Regions from separate parts of the Arabidopsis thaliana genome. Here region 2 is linked to region 1. A link is a contact called in public capture Hi-C data. All regions are on one chromosome and are shown on one strand. The core of a region is the stretch at or near the end of the contact, and the rest is flanking DNA. Distances in the headings are between cores, read along the strand shown.

What was found. Capture Hi-C pulls out chosen DNA fragments and counts their contacts.
Region 2: a contact with region 1 is called in a capture Hi-C map of shoot, with 3 times the contacts expected there. A contact is called at or near these places in 1 of 26 Hi-C or Micro-C datasets (root) and 2 of 3 other capture datasets (root and shoot).

What each region holds. Positions count from the first base shown.
Region 1 is chr3:3,214,521-3,218,709 of TAIR10.1, reverse strand. SDP6 (FAD-dependent oxidoreductase family protein) reads right to left here and starts at 2,371. Exons shown (of 6, transcript NM_111872.6): 1 at 1,845-2,371; 2 at 1,073-1,546; 3 at 652-983; 4 at 387-547; 5 at 54-312. The coding sequence starts at 2,208. It overlaps PUM4 (pumilio 4), which reads left to right and starts at 3,089. Exons shown (of 11, transcript NM_111871.7): 1 at 3,089-3,395; 2 at 3,520-4,189. The coding sequence starts at 3,566.
Region 2 is chr3:3,268,835-3,273,023 of TAIR10.1, reverse strand. It overlaps NAC053 (NAC domain containing protein 53), which reads right to left and starts at 1,807. Exons shown (of 6, transcript NM_111885.4): 1 at 1,141-1,807; 2 at 771-1,048; 3 at 510-692; 4 at 1-322. The coding sequence starts at 1,306. It overlaps NAC052 (NAC domain containing protein 52), which reads right to left. Exons shown (of 5, transcript NM_180223.4): 3 at 4,027-4,189; 4 at 3,761-3,946; 5 at 1,822-3,087. The coding sequence ends at 2,416.

The DNA of each region.
Region 1 (4,189 bases), core at 1,122-3,621:
AATATTACCTACCGAGGACATGAAGAAGAACGAGTCTGGATATAGAACCATACCTGAGCTATGGTGGCAACTCGGTCAGCCATTGAACCATAGGCATGAGACAAATGCTTTGCAGCAGCTGTGTCCATTGCTCCAGGAACCACTTTACCACCGTATGTTTTCTTCATGCGCACGTATTGCTGTGCAAGAGTTGTGAAGGAAGATGGTTCCCATCCATAAGAACCCAGAAGCTGTAGTTTCTGCGTTACACATTCATTGGTTGGCTTAAGTTGTCCCGATTTGATTGCTGCATCAACTGCATCTTCCGCCATGCTGAAAGCAAATTACTGATGAGCAATGATCACACAACTTTAACAAATTTCTGCTATATTTTACAGTACCCTCACCTTCGATAAGTTGTCCACTTTCCACCCGTGATTGTAACCAGACCAGGATTTTCCTCGAAGACAACGTGGTCTCTGGAGATACTCTCTGTGCTCTTGGCTGTTGGATCCATGGCCAATGGACGGATCCCACTCCAAGCCGAAAGAACATCAGTACGTCGAACCTATATAAGATTTAGGATGCATAACATCATCAACTGAATTGTTAGAGAGCTATTGGGTCAAAAATAGAATTGATTATTCCTCATTAATCTGAATCTGGATATACCTTAATGTTAAGATAGTCGCTGATTGCGTCCAGTATAAATTGAATCTCATCTTCATGAGGTTCTGGAAGTGAAGTGATTGAAGTATTAGAGTCTGTAGTGCCTGCTACTGTTCTTCCCAACCACGGTAACATAAACACAACGCGGCCATCCTTAGTTTTAGGGACTATCAACCCCATGCCTTCAGGAGAATAGTAATCAGGCAGCACGATGTGTACACCGCTGCTTGGACAAATCATTGGTTTTGTATCTTCATCAATCATTTTCCTAATGGAATCACAGAACGGTCCTGCCGCATTAACAACTACTTTTGCATAGCTGTTAAATTCTTGGCCTGTCAAATTGAAACATCTCATCAAAAACTGCACAAATCATGACAGAGCAGAGGTATACTGAATTGCACGAAATTGCTAGTCGTTTTACCTGTGAGATTGTTACGAATTCGGGCACCAATTATTCTCTTAGTAGCATCATCAGTAATAAGCGAGACAACCTCGGCATGGTTGAGAACTGCCGCACCAGCTAACGCGGCAGTACATGCCAAACCCACATTCAGACGTGAATCGTTCATTTGCCCGTCATAATACACAACAGTACCCCTCAAATTCTTGTCTTTCCCTTTCCTTGCAAGAGTGGGGAAGAGCTCAATAGACTCTTTTGCAGAGTAATATCTGGACAGATGCAATAACCGTGGTCCAGCAACCAAGTCATACATCTTCAACCCCATCCAGAAGTAGATAACTTCGAACCAATCAAAACAAGGTGTCATACAGGGCAGAGCATGACAGAGATGTGGCGCATTCTCAATGAGCTGTTTACGCTCCTCAAGAGCGTGAAATACAAGCTTCAGCTGTCCATAATCAAGATTGAAAACAGCTTTCTCCAAGTAACGAACCCCTAAGTGTAAACGAGCACTAAATCAAATGGTGTATCAAGAGCCGCAAATGTAATACATATCCTTAACATGTATGTTCCTTCAATTATTGAATTAACAAACAAAAACACAACAATGAGTGGCAAAAACCAAGTAACTAGCTACAAATTCTTCAATATAATTTCGTCAATTGAATGGTCATACCACTCAATTCCAACTAGTAAACTAAGAAATGGTTTAATATTACCAGACAATTCAGAGAGCTTCTTATACGAAATTCGGAAATCCACGCCACATAGAAAATTCAAAAATTAAAAGTACCTCCATGAATCAGCTTTGTAGATCGCGAAGAAGTCCCAGAGGAGAAATCCTCGCGCTCCACCAAACCAACACGGAGGCCACGTGTAACAGCGTCAAGAGCAACTCCAGAACCGGTGGCTCCACCGCCAATGACGAGAACATCGAGCGGATCAGAAGCGGTGGCTGCAATCAGAGCAGACTCTTGAGCAGATCGAGACGGTACAGAAGCGGTGGGATCACCAAGCCTACGCCTCAACGAATCTAGAATCGGACCACCTCCTTTGTCGCTGGAGGCAACCGACGGAGACAGGTAGACAGCGCCACCGGATGCAGCGGCAATTACGGCAGCTCCGGCAGCTAAACGGCGAATGGAAGCGAGAGACATGGAATTTAGGAGAGATTTAGAGATTGGGTGAAGAAGATTGCGTTGGGAAGCGAGAGACGATCATGGGAAAGAAGAAGAAGAAAATGATTGCGAATGATATCAAAAAATGGAAATAGAAATCTCTGTAATGGAAACTATATCGTTTTAAATTACTGTTTCACCCTCACAACTTTCCATACATAGAAGGTAAGTGAAGTGGGGATGGTTTGGTCATTTCATATGAATAGAGAGTTCCGAGTTCTAAGGAATGGTTTGAGTGGGCTGCAAGAGATTTTTCTTATAGGCTTTGTAAGTTTTTGATTAAAAACTGTTTTGTACAAACAATAGTGTTTTTGATTTTTTAAGAAAAATAGAAGTAATTTGTGCGAGTTAATTTAATAAACTAGACTAACAAATTATAAAATTGAAAATAATTATTTCAAAATATGGAGGATTTGCAAGTGAGTTTTTGCTAGTTCTTAAAATGTGCGAATCTTGCTCTCTTAAGATTGGAAATGTTTAGGAATATAGTCAGTAAGACATAACTAAATATTTGATCATTATTAGTATTAAAAGAGTTAAGCCATACTAAATATTTGTTTTAATGCTATTACCGTAGAGGGTATTTCTCTATTGTAAATAAACTATATTAATTAAACTTCTGTATAAAGATTACAAATTAATTATCAGAAAAATGAATGACCGTAACGAAATAAACGAAAAATACAAACTTCTCTCTGATTAAAAAAACAAACGTTAGAAATTGTGATTATTTATTGTCTCGATTTAATAAGAGATTCTTGAATTTAGGTGACAAATTTAATCATTAATTAATCATCCTTTTAACTTTATGTAATTTGTCCATCAGACAAAGAGATGGATATACGATGTCGTAATAGCCGCATCTTCTTCTAATCACCTTTTTTAAGATTAGTTTATGTAATTAAAAAAGGTTAAGTGTGACAGTTTGGGAGAATTACCAGAGGATGAAGGCGATCTCAGACATCCATGATTTGCCTCTTTTGTCTTCTTTACCTTATTCGTCTCTCATTCTTTGAATCCCCTTTCCCTTTCTCTCAATCTTCCTCACTTACATTTCTTATCTCACTCCCTCTCTCACTTTCTCCTTCAATGTTCTCTCCTCTGCGTTTTCACGAAACAGAGAACCTTATCGTTCCGTCTTCGTAGACATTGAAATCGATAGAGAGGTGATTCATTACTTTGATTCGCGATCGGATTCTGATCATTACTCTTTTTCAAAAATCGATAGATTCTTCTCCGATTTCGTAACACCGACACGAATTTGTTTTTGGCTTTTTCTGGTTTTTGCAGGTGTTGATTTGATTAGGTTTAATATTGATTCGGATGAAGGGAAGAGATGGTTACTAATAGCTACATGGATACGCGATCAAATTTGACAAGTGTGAATCGAGGATCCAATGTGGATCTCGAAGATCGATTCCAGAGGGAGCTCGAATCTTTGCTCCAACAACATCGTAATCAGCAATCATTTGGCCGAGAACGAGAACGAGACATTGATGTTCACAGAAGCGGAAGCGCGCCTCCTACCGTGGAAGGATTGTTGAGAGCTATGGATAATCAGTACTTGAACAATAACAACTCTGATCATAGAGATGTTGGGAATATTAGCAGTATAACCACTAGCAATGGCGTTGAGCTTTTATCTGATGATGAGTTACGTTGGCACCCTGAGTATCTCTCTTATTACTATTCGAATGAGCATTCGAATCCGAGGTTGCCTCCTCCGTTGTTGTCTAGAGAGGATTGGAGGGTTGCTCAGAGGTTTCACAACAGTGAGTCTGTGTTTGATCCTGTTGGGGAATGGAGGAAGAAAACGGTTGAAGTCGACAACTCCTCATCGCTCTTCTCGGTTCAGCCAGGGGTTCCAGTTGAGCAGGCAGAGAATGATTTGATGGAACTGAGGAATGCTGTAGCTCAGGGCCGCTCTCAGAAGGTGCAGCGGCTAGATCAAGGCAGAGAA
Region 2 (4,189 bases), core at 558-3,057, 55 kb before region 1:
CTGGAAAATCATTGTAGCATGATGTATCAGTCCCAAAGATGTTGTCAGAAGATTGCAAAGTTTCCGAGTGCTTGTCCTGGACCCCACATCCAATTCCTTCATTTTGAAGGCTACCATCACGGTCACGGATGATAGGCTTCTGATCTTTCTCATAAGATTCTGCTGGTTGCTCAAAGTAGCCACCAGAGTCCATATAGTTTCCTGTTTGTTGTATATAGTTTATGGAGTCTGAGTAGTTTGTTTCAACATTATTGCTCGACTCCCCGTGAATAAAGTTTAACGGAATAGGAATGGCATCATAGACCACAAAGTTTTCAGACTTCTGCAAGATATAAAATTCGAATCATAAAATTAGAAGAACATAATAAACAGCCTAGATGGAACTCTGACCAAATCAGGGAATGAGAAGGAGAGATTTTCACAAGCTTCTTTCATTCCTCAATGAATACAAAGGAACACAACATTCGACCAAAAGCTAATCAAGAGATATCAAATACTAGAACACAAACCTGATCAATGTCATCCATATGGACATAAACATGATCTTCACTTCCAAGATCTTCTTGGTCAGGTACAAATGTCATATCATCCTCCTCCTCCCACTCCTCCTCAACAAACGGAGCACCGTACTGCTCTCCATTTTTAGGTCCGGAGCCACTCTTCTGAAAAATCCTACAAAGCACAAACGCATCCTTCCCACAATTCCACAACAAAGTCAACAACACAAATCCCATTAAACAACAAGGAACTCAAAAAGATCAAAGTCTTACTTGGTGAACACCAGTTTTATCAAGGTCTTGATCAACCAACCGATACTCATGCATAACCCAATTGGTTCTTTCGCCACGAGGAGCTCGACCTTTGTGATAAACAAGAGTCTTCTTCATCCCAACGACTTTTGAACCATTAAGAATCTCTCGATCTTTCCCTGTAGTCTTCCAATATCCCATCTCAGTCGCACGATTCGTCTTTGATCCATTTCTATACTTCTTATCAAGCATACTGAAGAAGTACCACTCCAAGTCTCTACTTTTCAGCCTCGACTTGTCTATTTCCCACCAAAATACAAAACAGAATTCAAATTCTATCATCGGTTCCTATACAATATCGATCAAATCATCAACATATTGAAGAACTGACCTGGGAGATCCCAAGGCTCAGATTTGTATACATCGGTAACAGAGATAGCATCGAACTTAAAAGGTTTATTGCAGATCTTTCGTTTCAGATAGTAACGAACGAGTTCTTCGTCTGTGGGATGAAAACGAAACCCAGGAGCGAGCGATGTTACTGAGCCACGACCCATATACTCGATGGACCAAAACTCAAACACAAGGTTTATGAATAACTTAAAAGAGCTGTTCTGTCGAATTCGAATCAAAAGAAAGAGCAAAACAATGATTTCGAAATAAGGGGTTTAGAAATTGAGGAAAATGGGACTAAATAGAGAGAAAAAAAAAAGAAGCAAATCGTTGAAGACGAGTGATGGTGACGACGAACCAATCGGAGCTAAGCGACCGTAGCTAGAAAATGTGCGAAAGAAGTTTCACGCCGTGAGGTTTTAATATTCCAGGAAAGTGTGCCGCGAGAGCATATCATGTGACTGGCTGTGACTGTTTTCGGGTGACAGTCTTTATTAAACTGACACGTGGAAGTCTTGCACTAGTCATCAATTTTAAAGTCTCTAGAATTTGTTGAGGTAGTTGGTTGGTTCGCGCAAATGAAGATTTATCCACTTCAATAAATATCAAGATGACTAAAATTCTATACTATATGCAATTTTGTTTGAATAGAGTAAATAAATAGAGAATATATTTGAAGTTGAAAAAATCGTACCAAACACTTTTTCGCTTTTTTAAAATTATTGCAAATTACGTGTAACGAAAGTCTTCTAACGTCGCTGACGCATCCACATTCGTAATCCTAGCCGAAAATATCCTTACCATTAACCACGGTATTACCGGAGACCGAACATAATTCCCAATTATTTTAAACAAAGAAAGTTCTTCTTGTCTGGAAATCTAAATGATAATGCAAAGGAAATGACAATTATGCCCTCGTACCTAACCACTACTACCCCAGAGAAGGCTCAGTGTGTTATGAAGACAACATTCTCGAGACAACTTAAAGATAGTTTTTGTCTGAAAAGACTAGATAGATAGATGATATATGACAATGGAGCAACCTAAAAAATGTTCTCAAAAGATGCAAGAACATCCACACAAAAAAAGAAGAAGGATAAAACACTCAGCTCAGGGGCTCGAATCCGTTTTATCCTATGTTACAACAGAGATTCACACAGTTCGCAATCTGTCTAGAGGAGCTATGTAGATGGGTCATAGTATTAGGGAGATTAAAGCTAAATAAAAGGCGAAGGGCAATAAGAAGTAACCTGGAGAGATGTTTTTAGAGCCTTTATTGTCCATTAGCATTGTTCTTCTTGAGTTCCTCGTTCTCCTGACGCAGCGCATCGATCCTTGACTGGAGAATACTGATCATAGCTTCTGCACTCATCATTTCAAGCTTGAAAGTTTCTCTTTCAACAGACATCTGGTGAATCTCCTTCTGGAGATCATTAACCTTCTCTTCAGGAGATGCAAGTGGAGTTTGAGGAGGCAAAGGTTCCTTGTGAGGACGTAGCGGTTGCTGCGGCTTTTCTTTCTTGTCGGAGATACCCATGAGTGAGAACTCAAGCAATGCAGAGATGGCAGTGTTGGTGGCAGCGGCAGATGATGAGATTAAAGTGGTTGTATTGTCGACAGTTGTTGTTGTGGACGAACAATGGTCCTGTGTGTTCCTGCTTGAGTTGTTGTTGGACTCGCTTTGGCGTCTACGTTTGTATTGCAGAAGAGGTAATGGAGCTTCTTTGTTGAGAACGCATACAGGTCGAGGAGGACGCTCCTCTTCTTCCATCTGCTCGCGTTTGAGTGTTTCCTCGTTTTCATCATAATTATTATTGTTGTTATGCTCCTCCGGCTTGAGGTCATTCTCATGATGATTCTGTTGGTCCGATTCGATATCCAGTGGAGCTGTCTCTCTCGGTGGCTCATTGATGTTGATGAGACTCTTGCTGGCTGACTGGATTTCCTACAACAAATTACAAGTGAACCCCAGACGACGCATAAATTATCTGAAACCAAATGCTTCAATCAATTTTGCTGATGAAGGATTAAAACTGCATTTTCACTAAAACAACAAATCATTCTACTTCTGGTCAACATTTACTGATCAATTAAGTGAGTTCATATGATGCACAGTAAAATTGCTGGTCAAATGAGGATGCAAAGTTTGAACGATCTTGTAATCAGTATGATTAAGAATAAAGCCCAAGAAACAAAAAAAAAAAAGACCACCGAAAATTCAGATATCTTCTAAATCAAGAGAGTTGATTCATCAGATAAACCTATAAGGTTGATTTCTACAAGAGTTGGTTACAGACTAAATGGAGTTACTAGCGTCACAGCCCGCTGAAACAGTTATTAGGAGAAGCTTCACTTCAACACAGAGTTTTGCAGATAATAAATATAATATCTTGTGAAACAAGAGAAATGATGCATCAGATAAATTTGTACATTTGCACTAAATAACGTTGAAATAGTAGATTGGTTCATAAATAGACTAATGCAGTTAAATAAACTCACTCAGCCCAATGGAAAACTAAGAAAGAGAGTATTTCAACAGAGTTTTTTGCATACAAGAAATATTGAATGAAACTAATAAGGTTTGGGTAATGAAGCCAGAGTAAGAAGAAATCACAAACCTGGTCCATCTGGTCGTTTCCATTGGCTACTGGCGGCGGCTCTAGCCTGAGCTTAACGTCTATTCCTGGAATCAGAGCTCCTTCATCATCAGCCCATTCCTCTTCCATGAACGGAGCATATCTGTTCCCACTTGGTGGCCCAATGTTATTCTTGTGGAAGACTCTACACAACACATATGCATCTTGCTGCACCCAAACAAAGAATTGAGATCTTTTGGAAATTATCAGATAAACCAAATTCGAAAGTAATTTGGACAATACAGTACCACCAGGTTTCCGTTTTTCTCGGTTTCATATTCCACAAGGCGATACTCATGCATAACCCAATTAGTCCGAAGCCCGTCTGGTGCACGCCCACTGTGGAAAACAAGTGTCTTTTTCATACCGAGAAGCAGAATGTCACGGCGGATTTCTCTGTCTTTTCCAGTA